Regions from separate parts of the Sus scrofa genome. Here region 2 is linked to region 1. Evidence: chromatin contacts called from public Hi-C data. All regions are on one chromosome and are shown on one strand. Each heading gives the region's core, a stretch centred on a gene start, on an enhancer-like site or on the middle of the called end of the contact. The rest is flanking DNA. Distances are from core to core; before and after follow the strand shown. Region 1 holds the start of STAT5B (signal transducer and activator of transcription 5B). Region 2 holds the start of HCRT (hypocretin neuropeptide precursor).

Evidence for each region. A called contact is a pair of places that touch in the nucleus more often than the background predicts.
Region 2: a Hi-C map of skeletal muscle shows a contact between it and region 1, with 1.7 times the contacts expected there. The contact joins the promoter of HCRT here to the promoter of STAT5B in region 1. A contact is called at or near these places in 1 of 5 promoter capture datasets (liver), 2 of 47 Hi-C or Micro-C datasets (epiblast stem cells and skeletal muscle) and 2 of 2 datasets of contacts at active chromatin or transcription factors (alveolar macrophages and skeletal muscle).

What each region holds. Positions count from the first base shown.
Region 1 is chr12:20,541,812-20,547,741 of Sscrofa11.1, reverse strand. STAT5B (signal transducer and activator of transcription 5B) reads right to left here and starts at 2,598. Exons shown (of 18, transcript NM_214168.1): 1 at 2,459-2,598. The coding sequence starts at 2,586.
Region 2 is chr12:20,586,885-20,593,210 of Sscrofa11.1, reverse strand. It overlaps HCRT (hypocretin neuropeptide precursor), which reads right to left and starts at 4,614. Exons shown (of 2, transcript NM_214156.2): 1 at 4,509-4,614; 2 at 3,220-3,703. The coding sequence starts at 4,529. The coding sequence ends at 3,329. It also overlaps a transcript of GHDC not described here.

The DNA of each region.
Region 1 (5,930 bases), core at 1,349-3,848:
AATGACATTTATTGTTATTTCTGAGGAGCCCTGAAAATGGAATATTAAGACAGAAGATGCCTAGGTTAGACATTTGTATCACTGGTTTCAGATTTGGGACATGCAGACGAGGCTAACACCTCCAGTGAGCCAGGGAAACCACTCCATGGACCTCTTATTAACTCAGAGCCACTTAACTGGTGACAGGGGTTGGGTGGTCTCCCTCTCTTCCTTCCTTCCTTCCATCCCCCACCATTCCCCCATCCCTGAGACTCTTTTTTTAAACAACTTAAGCAACAATTGCTATTGGGCAGTGTGGAATTACTTAACTCAGCTCACTGAAGAAACCAAACAGCTGTCAGATTGAAATAGCATTCATTACTGCTGGTGGGTCTGGAGCCAAACGAGATCTGGTGGGAGCTGAGCAGCTCTGTCCTCTCTAAACACTCCTGAAGTCAGTTAGCAACTCATTTCAGAGGCACCGACAGGTACACCAAAACATTAATAAATTACTTCATCAGATAAAATGCTCAAATCTATACTTTTGCAAAGGCAGTAGAGAAAACCAAATTTTATTTATTTATTTTGCTGCTAAAGCGTTATTGTTTCCATTTGGTCCAAGACTTGGGAGCGGGCTCCAGGGTGGTTAAAACGGTGCCTTGCGGCTGCAGAGAGGGGCTTCTGGCAGAAGCCCAGGCACCAGAGGGGCTCCTTGAAGGCCACTGGGCTCCAGAGGCTCCTAGTCGTGGAGAAAGCCAAATTTTAAATACGAATGTGCTATGTACTAAGTAAACTATGTCTAAATAAAAGGCTGGAAGGAATGAAGGCAGCCTGGCACCTGTGTTTCAACTGGCAATAATGCTCCTCCTTGGAGGAGCCCACTCTTAAGAAGGGCCAGTCTCTGAGCAAAACTCATGTACATCAAGTACTCCTGGTTCTTGTACTTGAAAACTTAATTCTGTGCTAAAAAACCAAAAAACAACAGCAAAAAATCTTAGCTTCAACATGAACAACTGAAGATATTTTAATGAAAGTTTTCATATTCTTACAACCAAAAACAAATAAAAGTCAGGTTTTCCTTGATATCAACACAAGACTTTTAACATTCGTTCAGTAAGAAGACTGCATGGGAAATCTACCAAATACAATTCTAGATCAACAGAAACTTCCTACCTATGTTTTTCTGAGCTCTCCAAATCTTTAAAACACAAAAGAAAATGAAAAGGAAATGGAAAAGGACTAAGCAAGGTACAGTTGATATGCTCATACTTAGCTCCTTATTTTCTCACTTAATTACGTGAGGCTGAGATTTTTGAAAATTGCCTAGAAAATTGCCTTCCTTTGGTGCTCTTCAGCTTTTGAACAGAAATCTGCTACTAGCACACGACTGCAATTATTCCGAGGCAACATTACTGATGGGTGTACAGCTCTCCCCAAGCAGTAGCATAAAGGCTGGTTTCTCCAGGGCTCTGGCAACAAGGACCCCTGCTCTCATGCCACAATGGTGGAGGCCTGAAGTAACTGATGAAAATGACAGATCAGACTGAGACTGGTAACCAACCAACGCGTGCTCAGGCCCCGAGCAGAGCAGCAGACAGCTTGCTGCCTGGTGGGCAATAAGGTTGTTGATTAAAAAGCTTTGTTGTCAGTCCACTGTACTCTACTAATTCTAAAAGAATTTAAAAACAATTTTCCCCTCGGTATATAAACAGTAATTAGGGAAATAAAAAAAATAAACATGCTTGTTAAATCTGCCACTAAGACATAAACATTGTTAACGTTTTGGTGTGCTGTCTTTTAGTCTTTACATGTGTGTGTATATATATTACATATAAATTTGAAAATACCAAAGTCTCTGTTGTGAAATTCATTAACAATACACCTTATAAAGGAGTTCCCGCTGTATCACAGCAGGTTAAGGACTCAGCATTGTCTCTGTGGCAGCTCAGGTTCGGTCCCTGGCCCGGAACAGTGGGTTAAGGTTCTGGTGTTGCTGCTGCTGCAGTGTACTCTCAGATGCAGCTCAGATTCGATCCCTAGCCCGGGAACTTCCATATGTCTCGGGTATGGCAAAAAATATATACTTTATTCAATTTCATGCATATGCATACTTATCTACCCCATTAATAAGCACTAAATTCTTTGTGGATAAGGGCTTCAATGTTTTCATATGAAGTCTACTAACTACAACACTGCCAGGCACTCAAAACATAATTGTTAATTGTTTTTTACTAGCAGCAATACTCTAATGCTTTTAACCAGAACTTACTATTAAAGGAAACAAATCCTATTTCAAAAAAACCCCAATAGTTATTCCATCTTTCAAAAATTTAAGATGGAATTAAATATCTTTTCAGGGGTCGCATAATTTTCTTCTCAAATATACAACTTTTAGAGGCTTCATTATGTTACCTTTCCAATAAAATTTCAATATGCTTGTGCTTCACAAAACATAATGCAGAAAACTTTGCTCACTTACCAAGCTTGGCTTTCAATCCACTGGGATAAATAATGCCGCACCTCGATGGGGAAATGCTGACCATACAGTGCTTGCATCTGATGAAGGGCATCTCCTTGGAGCTGCTGGGCTTGTATCCACACAGCCATGGTTTACAATCTGTTAAACAAACAATTAGTGGTTTGGGTTTTGTTTTTTTTTTCCTTCCCCCTTTTAAATCCACCAGAGTAAATATTCAGTTATAAAGGCCAGAGATAAATGTATTTAAGCCCTTTTTGGTAGACTAAAAATCAGCATTCTTTTTTTTTTTTTTTAAATGGCTGCACATGGCATATGGAAGTTCCTGGGGCAGGGACTGAATCCAAGCCGCAGCTGCATTATGTAGCAGCTGCAGCAACGCCAGATCCTTTGACCCACTGCGCTGGGCTAGGGATTGAACCTGCGCCTTCACAGCGACCCAAGCCGGACTCATAACCCACTGCGCCACAGCAGAAACTCCGAGTTCAGTATTCTTGAACTGAATTTTAGCTTTAACATGTTTTCAAATGTAGACATTCAGTGTGACCATGGAAAGGTACATAACTGGGTCTATGAGGCTTTGACTATAAAACATACTGAAGTCCTATAAGCAAAAGTATAAATCCATCATTAAGGGAAGAACTGCCTATAGCTTTGATATCATAGACATATTCTTTCTTTACTTTTGTTCCAAACTTGAAGCAATAGCAAGCAGCATTTCAAGACTAATGATAAATAAGTAGCACAGGGATTTTTTTTTTAATCTCTTGTTTTAAAATAAATAAATCACTTGTTTTTAGATTTGGTATTTTGACTTTTAAAAAATGCAATAAACAGGAGTTCCCGTCATGGTGCAGCGGTTAATAAATCCGACTAGGAACCATGTGGTTGTGGGTATGGTCCCTGGCCTTACTCAGTGGGTTAAAGGACCCGGTGTTGCCGTGAGCTGTGGTGTAGGTTGCAGATGTGGCTCGGATCCTGTGTTGCTGTGGCTGTGGTGTAGGCCGGAGACTACAGCTCCAATTCGACCCCTAGCCTGGGAACTTCCATGTGCCGTGGGAGTGGCCCTAGAAACGACAAAAAAAAAAAAAAAAAAAAAAAAAAAAAGCAATAAACATACTACCATTTTGAAAAAGACCTAGTATGGGAGTTCCCTGGTGGCTCATTGGGTTAGGGATCCAGCACTGTCACTGCTGTGGTTTGGGTTACTGATATGGCTCAGGTTCAGTCCCTGGCCTGGGAACTTGCACATGCCATGGACCCAGTCAAAAAAAATTTAATTAAATTTCTAAAAAAAGACCCAGTAAAAGAAAAATGAAAATAATGAAAACATGGATTTAACCTTATGTATTATCACTATTTATCTAAGCAGTAATTATTTGTACATAGAGGGCACATATTTATCTGAAAAAATAACCCCAAGGTTCACCTCCTGAGTTATTGCTAAGGAATTTATGAAGCAATGTTCTGTTAAAATTTCAGCATTTAAAAATCTTTCAGCCATAAAAACAATACACTCCAGCTAAGAGTTAGAAATAAGAACCATTATATTCCAAGCGTGGGTAGGTTTTTAAAACATGCTCTTGATTTCAGAAAAACAGGCTTTATAAAATTATCATTATGCCTTTTCAGACTCACCTGAGAATTTTTATGTGTTCGGCAGAAACTCTCTGGGATTAACCAGATCATGACAACATGACTTTCACATACACAAAGGGGACTCACGACTGAAACTTGCTCTAGCACTATGATCCATAATGTGGAATTTGGTGTAAGGCAGGGATGTATTGAATCTTACCCAAAACAGTGTGGCTACTGATTTGCACAATGCTCCTAAGAATTGTGTTATAGTCGAGGTCCAGTGGATTAGACCTTGATTTTGTGGAATACCAGAGACCACACAAGGGTGTTGGGAAACAAAAATCCCTTCTCTGTCAGTTGTAGCTGTCCGATCGCATAACACACAGCTATTTATGGGACAAGGGAGTTAGCCAACAATGAGGTGTGGGGTGGGTGCCAGTCACCTATTTTAGCCTCGTGCAATGCTACAGAACACTTGAGCAGTATACGGTTTTATTTAAGGCTTTTGAGCATTAAGACTGGGATCACTGTAAGATCACCCAAGACATCAAATTTCATTGGCTGAGGGTTTACTAGGAGAAAGACCTAGATAAAAGAGCTCTCCCCAGAAGTAATCCCACATCACAATCAAACATCTGGAAGACATTAATTGTACAATATAATTTTTAATCAAATGACTCATATCCCAAGATTCTGGAAAATTGGAACAGATAAAAGCATGTTCTTTGGACCAAAGGTAAAGAGATGGATGGGATGGATGAAGGTGCTTTGGCAGGAGTGATAAGGGAATGAAGAAAAGAATTCAGGTATTAAACTCTTCAAGTGGTAAGGAATTGGAAAGAAGTAGGACTTTGCCGAAGCTCTCTTTATGAATATGTGAATGATACCAACAGATACAAAAATTTTCTTGCAACCTGCATACATTAGCCAAATTGACCCAAGAGACAAAAGAAGCAAAACTGGGGAAATGCTTATCTCCTCAGAGACTCCTCAGTGCCCCCAAACACAACAGTATACTGTTCACTCTATCCTCTCAGTCTGCTTTATTTTTCTTGATATCATTTATCACTTCCTGACATATATCATACATTCGCTTACTGACTTCTCTCTAGGGTGGAAGCACCATGAACACGAAGACTTCGTTTTGTTTACTACTCTTTCCCTGGGGCCAAGAACTGTGGCTGACACATAAGCATTCCGTAATTTTTTTGTTGTTCCATAAATAAATGTATAGACACAATTGGGTCCAAGCTATCAGGTCTTTTCAAAGTCACTGTGGAACAGATCTCACTATGAAATATCAACTCAAGAAAATGAAATAGACTTCATAATTTGGATGAGTCTGTATTAACAATGATCTGTTTCTTAATTACTTACAGCGCCATCTGTAATCTTCCCTTTTAGGTTTTGTCGATTTGTTTTTGTGTGTCTTCCCCAAAGAACTCTCAGAATAGAAAGTGAAGAGACACCTTTATTCACCACTGTGTCCCCAGTGCCTGCTACAGTGACCTGCTATGTTAAGTCATCAATAAATATTTGCTGAGTGAATAAATACATAGCAAATATTTAGTAAGTATCTCATATGTCCTGCTGACTTAGCATAACTCAAGGAGTCTATTATTTTTTTTTCTGTTGTTGTTGTTATTGTTGTTGTTTTGCTTTTTAGGGACCCACCTGCGGCATATGGAATTTCCCAGGCTAGGGGTCTAATCGGAGCTATAGCTGCCAGCCTACACCACAGCCACCGGCCTACACCGCAGCCACAGCAACACCAGATCCAAGCCATGTCTGCAACCTACACCACAGCTCACGGCAATGCCGGATCTTTAACCCACCAAGCAAGGCCAGGGATCAAACCCGCAACCTCATGGTTACTAGTTGGATTCGTTTCCGC
Region 2 (6,326 bases), core at 3,365-5,864, 43 kb before region 1:
AGCCAGCAACACCCTCACCGCTCTCGGCTGCCCTCCTCCGGGTGGGGAGCGGCCCACGCGTGTCTCTCCGGGAGAGAATTTGGGACACGCCCACCTGGAGCTGAAGCCCCGAGAGGTGGGGCGGGGCTTGACGGATGGACACGCCCACCGTCCAGGGTGGCCACGCCCCCACGAGTATTTCCCTGGCGGCTCCTGTGCCTCCGCCCCTCGGGTTTCCCCGCGCGCCGCCCACGCTGGGAAATCGGGTCTGGTTCACAGCGCCACCTGCTGGACGTTGAGATATTTCGCGGCACTCCCTCCCCCGCGTCTCCGTCAGCTCTCTGTGCTCCAGTGTGAGACAGCAAGAGTTGAAGAGGTTAGTTCTGCCCGTGGCGCATCGATGGGAAGGCAGGAAACTCACATTTTATTTTATTATTATTATTATTTTCTTTGTCCTTTCTGGGCCGCACCCGCGGCACGGGGAGCTTCCCAGGCTAGGGGTCCAATCGGAGCTGCAGCCGCCGGCCTACAACCAGGGCCACAGCAACACAGGATCCGAGCTGGGTCTGCAACCCACACCACAGCTCACTGCAACGCCGGATCCTCAACCCCCTAGGCAAGACCAGGGACCGAACCTGCGACCTCATGGTTCCTAGTCGGAGTCCTTAACCACTGAGCCACGACGGAAACTCCAGAAAAACTCACATTTTAGAATGCACTACTTAACCCTCACCTGTGCCTCAGTTTGCATAGCGTGAATTCGGTTTCAAGCTCAGCAGCGTGGATGAAAAGAGATTTGGAATCCACTGAGTTGAACCCCAGCTCTGCCACTTACTAATTGTGTGACTTAGCCTCACGTTCTTCATCTGTAAAATGGAGCTAATAATTTTTACCTCGTGTGCTTGTGAGAGTTTAATAGCATAATGCTCACCCTTGTTGCATGAGTGAGCAGTTGTCTCTATTCTTCCTCTTCCTTTCATCCTGATTTAACCCTCCTTCTCTCTGCTACCATTCAAATAGAAGAGAGGCTAGAGGCAAATTTGGGGCTGAGAAAGATAGCCTCGAGGTGAGCAATCAGTTTGTAAATCTCCAAAGGGGAGATGGTGAACTTTCTTTTCCATCTTCTCCAAAAAGTTTCGTGTAGCAGTAGGAAGGACCCAGGTGCGACCAGACCTGGGACTTTTTTTTTCACAGAAGCAGAAAATTACAAGGGCAGCTAAATGTGGCGGCTTAGGGTGGCTGCTTCCCAAAACAAAACAGCTGAAGCCAGTGACAGGGAAGATGGGCTGGGATGACGGCAGGCCATTGCTTTTCACTCTCACCCCCAGTCTGAGCTGGGCATTATCTGGGATGTTATATTGTTTAAAAGTGCTGTGTCTTTGTATATTTCTGTTTTTGGGCTGTTAGTTTCTTGGTGCTGCTGTAACCAAGTACCACGAGCTGGGTGGCTTAAACAATATAAATTGGTTGTCCAAGATCATGATAACGGCAGGGTTGGGTTCCTTTTGAAGGCTGTGGGGAAATATTTGTTCCATGCCTATTTTCTTTTTCTTTTTTGTCTTTTTTCTTTTTAAGGCCATGCCCAGGGCATATGGAGTTTCCCAGGCTAGGGGTCAAATGGGAGCTGTAGCTGCTGGCCTACACCACAGCCACAGCAACACAGGACCAAACCACGTCTGCAACCTATACCACAGCTCACGGCAATGCCACATCCTTAACCCACTGAGCAAGGCCAGGGATTGAACCCACATCCTCATGGATACTAGTTGGGTTCATTAACCACTGAGCCACAACAGGAATTCCCCATGACTATTTTCTTTCTTTCTTTTTTTTTTTTTTTTGTCTTTTTGCTATTTCTTGGGCCGCTCCCGTGGCATATGGAGATTCCCAGGCTAGGGGTCCAATCGGAGGTGTAGCCACCGGCCTACGCCAGAGCCACAGCAATGCAGGATCCGAGCCGCGTCTGCAACCTACACCACAGCTCAGGGCAACGCCGGATCGTTAACCCACTGAACAAGGTCAGGGATCGAACCTGCAACCTCATGGTTCCTAGTCGGATTGGTTAACCACTGCGCCACGACGGGAACTCCCCCATGACTATTTTCTAACTTCTGCTGGGTTGTGGCAGTCTTGGGCGTTTTCTGGCTTGTAGATGCATCAACCCACCTCTGCTTTCATGTTTACATGGGTTCTCCTTGTGTGTATTTCTGTGTCCAAATACTCCTCTTTTATAAGGACACATCCTATTGGATTAGAAGCCCACACTAATCCAGTATGCTGATTTTTTTTTTTTTCTTTTTTAGGGCCACACACATGGCATATGGAAGTTCCCAGGCTAGGGGTTGAATTGGCACTACAGCTGCCAGCCTATTCCACAGCCACACCAACACAGGATCCAAGACGCACCTGCAACCTCCACCATAGCTCATGGCAATGCTGGATCCCCCACCCACTGAGCGAGGCCGGGGATTGAACCTGCATCCTCATGGATACTAGTCAGCTTCTTAACCCTCTGAGCCACAATGGTAATGCCAGTATGGCTGCATTTTAACTAACTACGTTCACAAGGATTCTGTTTTCAAACAAGGTCACATTCTGAATTGCTGGAGGTTTGGACTTCAAAGTGTGATGGGGGTGGAGGTGAGCACAATTCAACCTGTAACAGGTGTATTAAGCTAAAATTGCAGGAAAACCTTGCCTCATCCGTGCTTAAGAACTTCTCCTGACTCCCTGCTACCTACAGCAGAAAGTACAAAACCCGATGATTTGTGAAGGCCTTCACAATCTGGGCGGCACAAGCCTAACTGCCTCCCCTTCAGCGCCTCACTGCTCCCCCAAACCCTCCACTCCAGGCTGCAGCCCTCTGGAAGATTCGTGTTGAACCTCATATTCCCTGCCTTTCTCGTTCCCAGCCGGACTCTGCTGCTGTGTGCAGGCTTCCTTGCTCTTTCTCTCCTGGGTCTCTCCATAAAGGCCCCGCCACACGGAATGACTAGGAGAGCACCGAGGGACGTGTCTGTCCCCATCCTCCCCTCCAAGCATGCACATGTGCGGTTCTCTCCGCATCCCAGGGCCTTGCTCAGTGAGTTCCCCACGCGAGAATGTTTCTGATTCAAAGACACCCAAGCTGAGGTGCCCCAGCGGGCCTTCCAGGGTTTCCCGCACTCTGTAGTTTGCAAGACTCTCACGCCCCCTGGAGGGCAGGACGCGACCACACAGGGACAGAGAGCAACCATACTAACAGAGGGAGACTTCGTCTTTATTGCCCTTTTTCTGGGGGGCTGACCTCGGGCGGGCAGAGGGGAGAGGGCCGGGCTAGGGTGGGGCCAGGCAGAACCCGAGCAAGGGCTCAGATCCCAGACCGTCCTCCCGGCGCTACAGATGAGGCAGCCGCAGCGAGACACCGGCGCCCCGGGCAGAGGCGCGGCGCTGGCTCTGCGCCTGCGCGGCGGCCCATGGTCAGGATGCCCGCTGCGTGGTTGCCGCTGGCCTGCAGGAGGCGCTGCAGCCGGCCTTGCAGGCCCGGGGGCCCTGGCCGCCGCTTGCCCAGAGTGAGGATGCCGGCCGCGTGATTGCCAGCGCCGTGTAGCAGCTCGTAGAGGCGGCAGGAGCACGTCTTTTGACGGCAGCAGTCGGGCAGTGGCTGCGCCGCCGCCCCGGGCGACAGCACCGCAGGCGGCAGCAACAGTAGCAGAAGCAGCAGCGTCACGGTGGCCCAGGAGACCTAGGGAGGCAGGAGACTGGGTGCTAGGAGTGGTCTCGCCGCGCCTGCATCCAACCACTACGCCCAGGCCCTGCCCAGCTGCATCCGCGTCCCCTCTGGCCTGCACTCTTCCCTGGCTGTCCTTTAGTTTTCCAGCCTTTGCTCAATGCCCTCTGAAGGGCTCTGTTGGAGAGGGGCTCGTATCTGGCTCCTTTATCTGCTCATCTTTCAAGACCCAGCAAAGCATCTCCTCCAGGAAGCCCTTTGAGCAGAATGAAACCCTCTCTCCTCTGGGTACCCTTATTTCCTTGTACCCCCATTAGAGCACTGACCCCTCCACCTGAAAACGGGCATGTCTGAATCTGCCCCCGAAGTCTGTGAAAACTTCACCCAGGCAAACAGAGGCCCTATTTATCCGCCCCTCCTCCCGACAGCGTGCAAATCAAGGACTGGCAGGATCCAGGCTGCTTTGTCCACCTACCCCCTTACAGAAGAAACAACTCATTGCCTTGGACCAGTTTCCTACCCTCTCAGGGAGAGCACTGGGTATTAAATAATCCTGTGCAGGGCTGCTGGGAGGGGGAAATGAGATGACAGGTGCAAATAGCCTCTGATACATGAGAAAAGCTCAATAAACATGAGCTCTTGGGAGGACGGGCACCAGCCACTGTCAGCTGAGGCAGATTTTCAGCCAAGGGTCCATCCCGTTCCCCGCCTCAGAACCCACATGGGAAAAGACCGAGAGCGAGGTAGCTTCAATCTTCCTGCACCAGCCCTCGCGTTGCCCCTGGTCGAATGAGTCACCCCTCTGTCCCTGGGTCTTTACCTTTGCAAAAGGAGGATTCATGGTGTCAGGAGCTCAGAGTGGGGTCTCCAGGAAGGGTGTCGTCTTCCGTGGTCTGAATAGCCAGGAACTTTGAGGCCGTCAACTGCAACCTGCTACCAGGGGCCTGGGCTTTATAGGGTTCTGAGGTGGTGGTGGGGAGATGAGTGCTTGCGTCTACTCTGGGACCAGACAAAGGCAAGTCTAAGATTAGCCTTCTGCAGGGGGGCTGTCTCCAGGCTGGGCCCAAGGAATGACCGCCAAGGCGCTCAGAGGCTGGAGTTGGATCGCTGTGCCCCGGGGTCCCCCCCTTGTCTGTCGGCCTGCTCCCTGGAGATGGGGTGGTCTCCGGGCACTAATGAGGCCACCTTGCACCTAGGAATCTGGAAGGACAAAAGAAGCCTTGGCTAGGGTGCTGGCATGGGACAATGTGTGGAGGGAGCTGCTAATTAGGGGCAGGAAAGGAGGCAGCCGTGAGACTCCGTCTCCCCCAGGGTGGGTGGCCGGGGCGGGGGGGGCAGCCAGGCAGCAGACCTCTCCCCCTTGCTCCTTGTCACTGCCCCTGGTACCTTCAGACTCCAGGACCTTCTTCCTCCATGGAAAAGCCTTCTTAGCTGGCTCTCCCTCCCCTCCAGCTCTCTTCCCTCTGCCTCCTCCACCAACTTCCAAGATGAAAAACCTGGGAAAACAATCCGAGGCTGTGGGAGGAAAGCAGCCAAACCTGGCGTTATCCTCCAGCTGCCCCAGCTTCCTACCTGGTTGGGCTGCCTGGATGGGAGGGCTGGAGTCCCATCTCACCATCCACACAGAGTGAGCCAGCATGGGGTGAGGGACGTGTGCCATCTGTAGGCCAGAACCTCTTTTATCCGGGGCACCATCTGCTGAGCAGCGGTTCTGTGCCAGGCCCTGCTCTGGACACTGGTGTGACAGTGTGCCTAGGACATGGCCCAATTTCCAAGGAGCTCCAAAGTCCAGGAGGGGAGGTGACCTGGCAAAATGATAGCTCAGTGGAGAAAGGACTCTGTAAAAGCCTTGGGTAAAAAGTGGGTTTTGAGGAGTTCCCGTTATGGCTCAGGGGTTAAGAACCTGACTAGTATCCATGAGGATATGGGTTCGATCCCTGGCCTCACTCAGTGAGTTAAGGATCCAGCATTGCCATGAGGTGCGGTGTAGGTCACAGACACAGCTTGGATCCGTCGTTGCTGTGGCTGAGGTGCAGGCCGGCCGCTGCAGCTCCAACTCTACCCCTAGCCTGGGAACTTCCATATGCTGTGGGTGTGGCCGTAAAAAGAAAAAAAAAATTTTTTACAGTAGGTTTTGAGATTATTCTAAGTGAAAAGTCAAACAGAGAAAGACAAATATCATATGATATCACTTATATGTGGAATCTAATAAAAATGACACACACCTTATAGGTAAAACAGAAACAAACTCACAGATTTAGATATCAAACTTCTGGTTACTATAGGGGAAGCCAGGGGGAGGGGGATAACGTATGCACACTACTGTTTCTAAGAGAGATAATTAACGAGGACCTACTGAACAGCATAGGGAAATCTATTCAATAGTCTCTTATAACCTATATGGGAAAAAAGAATGGATGTATGTATATGTATAACTGATTCACTTTGCCGTATACCCAAAACTAATACAACATTGTTAGCCAGCTATAGTCCTATATATATATATATTTTTTTTTTTCTTTTTTTAAACGGCCTCGCCGGCAGCATATGGGCATTCCTGGGCTAGAGGTTGTATTGGAGCTGCAGCTGCCAGCCAATGCCACAGCCACTGCAACACTTTATCCCATCAGCATCTGTG